Regions from separate parts of the Sus scrofa genome. Here region 1 is linked to region 2. The links are chromatin contacts, called in public Hi-C maps. All regions are on one chromosome and are shown on one strand. Each heading gives the region's core, a stretch centred on a gene start, on an enhancer-like site or on the middle of the called end of the contact. The rest is flanking DNA. Distances are from core to core; before and after follow the strand shown.

Evidence for each region. A called contact is a pair of places that touch in the nucleus more often than the background predicts.
Region 1: a contact with region 2 is called in a Hi-C map of liver, with 5 times the contacts expected there. The contact joins the promoter of PPP4R3A here to the promoter of TTC7B in region 2. A contact is called at or near these places in 1 of 47 Hi-C or Micro-C datasets (liver) and 1 of 2 datasets of contacts at active chromatin or transcription factors (alveolar macrophages).

The regions. Positions count from the first base shown.
Region 1 is chr7:113,146,049-113,150,285 of Sscrofa11.1, reverse strand. PPP4R3A (serine/threonine-protein phosphatase 4 regulatory subunit 3A) reads left to right here and starts at 1,298. Exons shown (of 15, transcript XM_005666399.3): 1 at 1,298-2,333. The coding sequence starts at 2,192.
Region 2 is chr7:112,517,768-112,521,900 of Sscrofa11.1, reverse strand. It overlaps TTC7B (tetratricopeptide repeat protein 7B), which reads left to right and starts at 2,778. Exons shown (of 20, transcript XM_021099609.1): 1 at 2,778-2,998. The coding sequence starts at 2,878.

The DNA.
Region 1 (4,237 bases), core at 49-2,548, 630 kb before region 2:
GTGAAAGTTGTGAGTTAAGTTCTATTCTGGGAACTTACTGAGGGCTATAGCCCAGGAGACAGCCTCTCAGCTCTGAGGACCTGCTCCTAAGAAGTAAGGGAGGAGCCAGGAATAGATATCAACTTTGCTAGGGAAAATATTTGTAGTCAAGCCTAAAAAGAGTTACATCTCAAGTTAACGATTTTAGTGTTTTTTCTGTGTATGGGGAGATGTTAGAGTGTCGGGGAGTCATTGAAAATTTTCCTTCGGTATGTAGCTTCATTACCTTGGGGCCAGTGAATCCAAAGTACAGAATGCTTCCTGTTTTTCTCCATCCTGAATTGCCTGCAGGGTGCATTGCCTGTGAGGACTGCAGTGGCTAATGGCTGGATTCTTATAGAACCAGAATGGCAGACAACATTTTTTTTTTCCAAAGACAATCAAATATGTTATTAAAATAAATTTCAGCAGTTTCTTCTTACTTTTAAAAAGAAGTGCTACTATGAAATGCAAAATTACACAGGCGGCTCATATTTCCAATGGCCAGCAATGACCTAACCCGTCGGGCAAATAGTAAAAGCCCCCCAAATGGTGGCTACTGTTGCATGATAGGAATGAGAATGTCATTTCTTTGTGAAGACTAACAGTGCTTAACACTGAACGTTGAGAAACATTCACCCTGAGTGTACAGTACTACATTTGTTTTCGTACACCGCCCCTCGCCCCCGCAAGTTCTTACTGCAACATGGAAAGCTAGAAAATAACAATTCTGATAAAGGATAAAAGAACGGACGTAGCAAGCTGGATTGTAAGGAGAGGTTTTAGATTTGTCACTTCGGGTTGGTCCCACGCCCAGAAAATGAAAACTGTCCGAAGTTTCTACACTCGCACCCCAATGCGTGCCCCATGACAGCTCCCAAGGCCTGCCGCCGACCTTGCTGCCCGAACTTGTGGCCTTTCCCGGAAGCTTGTCAACCTCTTCCCAAAGAAGAATGGCCTGAGTCCGGCGGGGCTCCTGCGCCACCGATCTCCGCGCTCCGGATGCCCAGTCCAGCTCTAACGGCGGCTGGTTCAGAACACTTGCGGAGGCCGGCGCGCCGTGGCAGAGCCCCAGGACGAAGCCGCCCGGCGACTGCAGCGCAGGGGTAGACGCGGCTGGACGGCGAGCCAGCCGGGAAGCTGCGGGCGGACCCAGCCCCCGAGACGCCAAGCTCCGGTCGGGTAGGGAGCCGCCCTACGCTCCACAGCCGGAGGCGGGCTCCACGCCCCTTTCGAATCCGGAGCCGGGCTGATGACGAACACAGGGCGCGACGGACGCACACACCGCCCCGCGCTCGCACGACGGTGCGTGCAGGGAGCGCGAGGAAGTCCCGGGCCGTCACCGGCGCGACCAGCGTTCCGCCTCCTCCGCTCCCTGCGCTCTCGCCACCTCGGCAGCTCGGCGCCAGCCTCCCGCCTCCGTCCGAGGCCTCCGCTGCTGCGAGGCTCCCGGCTTCGCTCCTGTCTCTTTAAATGGTGGGGCCAACGGGCCGCCCCTGCAGCTGCTGCCTGGGTGGCCCCGCGCGCCGCTATTGAGGAACGAACCAAGATGGCGGCGGCTTTGGCTCTGTGAGGAAGACGGAAGAGGCGGCGGCAGCGGCGGAGGGACAGGGACCCCCAGGAGCCAGGAGCGCTCCTGCTCCTGGGCGCTCTCGGAGTCTTCCGCGCACTGGTAGCAGTTGCAGCAGGAGCAGGCGCTCGTCGGCTTCGGACATTTGAAACTGGAGCGGAGCGCAGCCCCAGCTGCGGTGGCAGGACCAGGTATCAGGAAGGAAAACATGGCGGCGGCGGCCTGAGGAGGCGGCGGCGGCGCGGGAAGCGGCTTCGCGGAGATCATGGCGGAGGCGGGAGCAGGGCAGTGACCGGCGCCCCGAGTTCCTACCGCGGCGGCACAGGAGGCTGCGAAGCGCTGCGCGCCCCCCTCGGGGTGGCTGGGCTCGCCGGGCCCGGACAATAGCGCCGAGGAGCGGGAGGCGAGGCAAGGCGGGGGCCCAGAGCTCGGGCCCCGCGGCGGGCCATGCGGGCGGCAGCGCGGCCCCGGGGCGGCCAGAGGCGGCAGTGAGGCCGAGGAGCCCTCGGCTTGCGGGCGTCCTCCTCACTCGGCTCCCGCCTCCCCGGACCCCCTTTCCGGGCGACTCCGGCGGGGCCTTTGCTCCGGCCCCCGCGCGGCACGATGACCGACACTCGGCGGCGGGTGAAGGTTTACACGCTCAACGAGGACCGGCAGTGGGACGACCGGGGCACCGGGCATGTGTCGTCGGGCTACGTGGAGCGGCTGAAAGGCATGTCCCTGCTTGTCAGGGCCGAGAGCGACGGTGAGTGAACCCCTCGGCGGCGGGACCCTCCCCTCGTCGCGGCCCTGGGCCACCTCCCGGCTTCCACGGGGCCCGTGGCCCTCTCTCCGAGGGGGTGGCTGGGGCGGCCGCCGCCTCGGGGGAGGGCCCCCGGCACCCCTGTCCCCCCGGAACTGCTCCGAGAGCCCTCGAAGTGTTTTCTTTCTCTGGGCGCCGGGTCGTGAGCAGAGCCAGGCACCCTTGAGCTCTGCCGCCTGGGAGTGTGGAGAGGTCGGGGACCTGGGGGCGGGAGTCCGGACCGTGCTGTTCTCTTACACCAGAGTGACCTTGAGAAAGGCACTGATTAATCCGATCTCCTGCCTTAGTTCTCTTATCTGTAAAGCAGGCATGAAACTTGCCCAGAGCTAAGAAAGTTTTAGCTGTTTACTCTTTGGAGCATAAATATTTTGCTGTTTGTCTTTTTTTAAAAAAAAATATATTTCTGCTGCATTTTTCTGATCCTCTTGCAAGTTGGCATCCCTAGTTTATGAATCAGGCAGGTAACTCTGCACTCGGCAAAGAAAATATTTCTTCTTTTCCATGACAAGCTAGATTTGTGTTCCCCCAGGGTTAGTTGCCTTTTTCATAAGAAATGCAGAATTTGGTGTGTGGTTTCACGGTAAATCCTGCAAGTTTTGAAACATTTTATACGAGCTTTTTGATTGCTTAAAATGTATATTTATAATTTGGTTCAGTTAACAGGTGGGGAGAAGTTGGTAGAAACCTTTAAAACCTTTGGAACTGGCCCTAGTGCCTATGCTTCGCATATTTTGAAACAGCTCTTAAGGTTCAAAGACCAAATTGTTTGAAGATAAGTGTTTCACATGTTTAAAGGCACACTCTGTTTAAGGGATTGCCACTTCCCTGGTGGCATATGGTCCGTTTCCCTTAGAGAAAATATTCACATCAGGTAAAACTTTTCAAAATTTTTTCTTCTGAATTTGAAAACCTGTCTTATGACAATAGCCTATAAATTTATGGGAGCTAATTATTTCAGGTTTAGATCGTAGTTGTTCTGTATGGGAATTATTACAAACTCATTTCAAGCAACTTTAGTTGGACTCGCTGCTAGCAGTACTCCAATTCTCTGGAACACGAGTAAGACTCACCATTCTGTAATTGAAGACTAGAGACATTGCTTTTCAATCTGAATGAAAAAAATCGTAATTTGCAGTATATAGCGCATAGGTTACTTTGTAAGGCTAACCAAAGTAACATAAAACTGGAGAAAAGTTATTTGCCTCTTAAAATACAAGTTTGAATATGAAGTGTTACTGTGCTTTTGTATATGACTATCACATAGTAAATGACTAACTTCTCTGTTTTTGCATGTTTGGGGAACTTTATATAGTGAGTTGGAAGGTACAGGGTTTGTAGGATTCAGTTAACTTTTTTTTTTGCTGCACCTGTGACAACGCCGGATCCTTAACGTACTGTGCCGCAGGAGAACTCCTAGTTAACTTCTTTTGAGATGAAAGCATGTAGATTTGAGGTCAACTCTTTGAAATCTCATAATAATTTAAAATAAAGCATAACTTCGCAATGTGTGTTTAATTGGGCTCATTAAACAAAGTCCTTTGTTTAAAGTCTTTTTAAGCATTGTCTTAACGTCATATTATAGGGAATCAAACTGCTCTAACACAGTGTCGGAATCTGCTGTATTTTTTTTTTTTTTTTTTTCTTATCTAATAGGGAACTCCCTGAAATAAATTGACTAAATGCGCCCTTGTTAATTTATAAGTTGTTAGCAGACTAAATCCAAAAAGAATAGGCCTAGAAAATTCCGGATACTTGCGAAATACTCTGTAAATAATCTTTAATTATTACTATTCTTTTCTAAAAAGAAAATTCCAAATAGGAAGAATAGTCAAAATTTATTGAGTGTC
Region 2 (4,133 bases), core at 1,529-4,028:
GTTGGAGCTACAGCTGCTGCCTACACCACAGCCACAGCAACATGGGATCCAAGCTGCGTCTTCAACCTACACCACAGCTCATGGGAACACCGGATCCTTAACCTACGGAGCGAGGCCAGGAATCGAACCTGCGTCCTCATTTGGGCTCCTTACTGCTGAGCTGCAATGGGAAATTCCAGGAGTCACATTATTGTTTGGTTAAGTCCTGAAGGAAAGCATTTGGAGATTTCCAACCTCCTTCTTCCCTTTGCTGGGTGCATGGGATACAGAGACAGAGAATGGCAGGCCGTATTTATTGCACGCTACCAGCACTGTTCCAAGTGCTTTACCTGTATTTCCTAATTTAATTCTCAACCAGCTCTATGGGGTACATACTATAGCTACTGTCGGTATGTAAGAGAGGGAGCAGTTAAATGCCACTGCCCAGCCAGCACATGCGGAGTCAGGGGTCAAGCTCCACTCTGCCCTCAGGAAGACACAAGCCTTGCCGTGGAACTTAGCAGCTGGGACAGTTGCTAAGAGATGGACACCAGTCATGTACCTTACAGTGTGGCAACCGAGGCAGCATAAACACCAGTCATTACATGGCAGGGTTCATTATCAGAAGCCCTGTCACAGAGGGAAAGAGCATCTACTCTGGGATCACGCAGGATCTGTCTGGTATTGAGCAAGGCTTCTCAGTGACCCTTGGCCTGGGACTCAAAGAATGCACAGGAATTTCCCTCTTGGAGGGGAGAGAACATTCCATGCAAGCATCTGGAGAAACAGATCTCCATGCTAGAGCTTAGAGGAGAATACGAGGGTGCCAGGGGAGGGAAACACCTCTTGTCTAGACTCTTCTCCCTCCCTTCCTTTTTCCTCGTGGTGGAACTGAAGGGGCCAGGGCTCCAAAGTGACCTCTGTTGAAATGTTGACACTCTGTTTCCCCTTCCTTGGACTGTCCATAGCATCTGAGGCCCATCAGGCCAGGCTTCATCAGCTGAGGTTATGCCTGCCACGTCGGAAGGCATCTCCCGCTTTCCTGATCATCCCTCCTGGCATCTCTTAATGTCTGAGTTTCTGCTTTATCACCTGTTAATTAGGGTCCATGTCTTTTCTTCCCAAGAACAACCTCAGGGCTGCTGAGACAAACCTGGTGGTGAGAACCCTTGGAAAGCTCAGGTAAGACACCGCTGGAAGGGATGAAGTCGATTATGACTTAATGCTTCCTCATAGCCTGTCAGCTCCATCCTCAAATGCAGTATCCAGAATCCAACACTCTCACCACCGCCACAGCTGTCACCCTGGTCCCGCGCCACTGCCATCTCTCTCCTGAACTACTGGCAGTGTTCTCAACATGGCAGCCGCGGGGATATCCCTAAAATGTAGGTTATCTCATGACGTTCTTCTGTTAACAGTCCCGCATGGATGATGTCCCATTTCGCCAGAGGAAAAGTCAGTCTCCCTATTGGCCCACAGGCCCAACACGGACTGCAACTCCCATGCCCCTCCCGGTGCTCTCCCTCTCCGCCTTCCTGCCTCCCTCCACTCCAGCCTCTCAGGCCTCCATCATTCCCCCAGCTCATTAAATATGCTCCCAGGGTCTTTGCACCTGCTGTTACCTGTGCCCAGAATGCTCTTTCCCCGGGGCTCTCTCCTCTTCTTCAAGTCCAATGCCACTTCATTGAGGCCATCCGCTGCCACCCCATTCAAAACTGCAAACCCTCCACTCCTTCAACTCTTTATTTGCCTCATTGGACCCACCCTGCTGTGTTTCTTCAAACAGCCATTTTAACCTTCTAATTTATGACCTCATTTTGCTCATTTATTTCTCTGCTTGGAATGGAACAAAGGCAGGTATTTTGTTAGTTTTCTGCTATATCCCCAGCACCTCAAACAGGGTCTAGCACATAGTAGGTGGTCCCTATGTAGTTCAGGGATAACTGAAAGAAGGCACAGTTTGGACACCTGTCCTCGGCTCTCAGTCTGCAGGGCCAAGACGAGGAAACCCCTCTGGTGACTCTGCATCCTCCTCAGAGGGCAAGGGGGCTGGCCCCTGAGCTGGCAGTTTTTGCCTGGCTCCATCCACCTCAACTCAACAGACTTTTGTGGAACCCTGGGCAGGTGCCTGCTGAGGATGAGTCTCCACCCACCTCGGGCTGGGTGGTGGGAAGGCTGCCTGGGGCAGAGGCGCCTGCTAAAGGGCACAGGCCAAGCCAGGCCCAGAGGGAGCACCTTGAAACCTGAGATGGCAGGACAAGCTCAGGCAGGCGTCCTGGTCACACCCGCCTCATACCTCAGGCCCACTAGCCCTGCCTGGCCCGTGACCTTCCCTGGGGTCACTGTCATTTCTAGGTCCTATTCCTGAGGGTCTGTGGGGCGCCCAGTCCCTCCCTCTCTCCCTCTCTCCGAGGTCTCCCTCCCCCATCCTGCCCGTTCCCTACCGCCTCCCCCTCCTCACCTCCCGCCCTCACCCCTTCCACCTCGATCTGGACCCCAGCCCTAGCCCGCCTCCAGGTCGGGCACCTGGGTCTCCGTCTGGTCCCAGCCTCTGCTGCACTGCGCCCTTCCTCGCGCCTCCCCCCGCCTCCCGCCTCCCGCCCCCGGCCCCGGCCCCGGCCCCGGCCCCCGCCTGGGTCGCGACCCCGGCCCGCGCTGTGGCTCCAGCCCTGGCCGGCAGGGGCCGCTCCTTGCGGCGCCCGGGGCCCCGCCGCGCCCGCCGCCGCCGCCCGCCTCCCCGCCCCTTCCCCAGCCGGCGCTCCCGTTACGCCGCGGAGCCGGGAGCCGGAGCCCGAGCCCGCGGCGGCAGCGGGAGGCGGCGACGGGGGCGCCCGGGCGGCGGCGGCGGCGGGGCCTGCGGGGCCTGCGGGCGGGCGGGCCGGGCCCGGCCAGGCCGCGATGGCGACCAGGAAGGCGGGCTCGCGGCTGGAGACGGAGATCGAGCGCTGCCGCTCCGAGTGCCAGTGGGAGCGGATCCCCGAGCTCGTCAAGCAGCTGTCGGCCAAGCTCATCGCCAACGGTACGCGCCGGGCGCGCGGGCCTGGGCTTTGGTGGGCGCCGCGGCCTCCGCGGATCGCCGGGCCGGGTGCCCCTGAGGCGCCGCGGGGAGCGGGCAGGGGCGCGGCCGGGGTGCGATGGCGCTGCGCCCGGGGGTGTGCGCGGGGCCAGGGCCTCGGGACCCCGGGACCCCGGGAGTCACGCGGTGGCGGCGTCCTGCGGCCGCCGGCGGGTGCCTGGCGTCCCAGAGTTCCGGCGCGCAGGGCGGGCTTCTCCGGAGTGAGGGGGTCGGGGGTCTCAAGGAGTCGGCTGCTGCACCAGGATCCCAAGGGGTCAGGGGCCGGCCTCGGGGCTCTAAGAAGTTGGAGGCGAGGTGCGCCCTCAGGACATGGGTGTGGATGTATGGGGATCCAGGGTGTGTGTATGGTGTATTCGGGAGTCACGATGTATTTATGGGGGTCCTGCGTTGAGAGGTGTTGAGTAGAGACACCTGGGAAACATGCTTCGTAAACATATGGCATTCCCGGGGCTCCAGGTGGCCGCCCAGACCTGGGGTGTGTGTGTGTGTTGGGGGGGGGGTGGAAGGCAGTTGAGCTGTGTGTCCTGGGGTTCAGAGAGTAGGATATCAGAGCTGTGGATCTAGGGAGGTCAGGTTTGAGCGTATGGGGGCGATAGAGTTCGGGGAGTCCGGAGGGAGAATATTGTGGAGAGAGGTAGGAGTGTGGTTGGAGAATGTGGGGAAATGGGATTGGGTGTGTGAGGGGCTTGGGGCCTAGAGGAAGAGGGGGTCTGAGCCAGCCCCTGAGTAAGAGAAACTGGTGCCTGGAGTCAGTTTATGACCTTGTTGACTCTGTTGAAAAATTGCATCCCAAATGCCATTTCAGAGCGCAGCTCCACGTGGTCTTATTTGTTTTGGAAGCAAGTATCCTTAATATTTGCTTGTTTTTTCATGCCCGCCAAAACCACAGGCAGCAATGGACTGGTGAGAGGGCAGAGGTTTTGTCCTCTTTCATTTCTGGCTTCCTGAGGCTGGGTGAGCACATGTTGGCCGAGCAAATGAATGAATGAAAGAAAGAATGAATGAATGAATGACACTGTTCTAAGAAAGGACAACTGCATGATTTCCAACCTTCTCACCTCAGACCGCCCAGAAATGG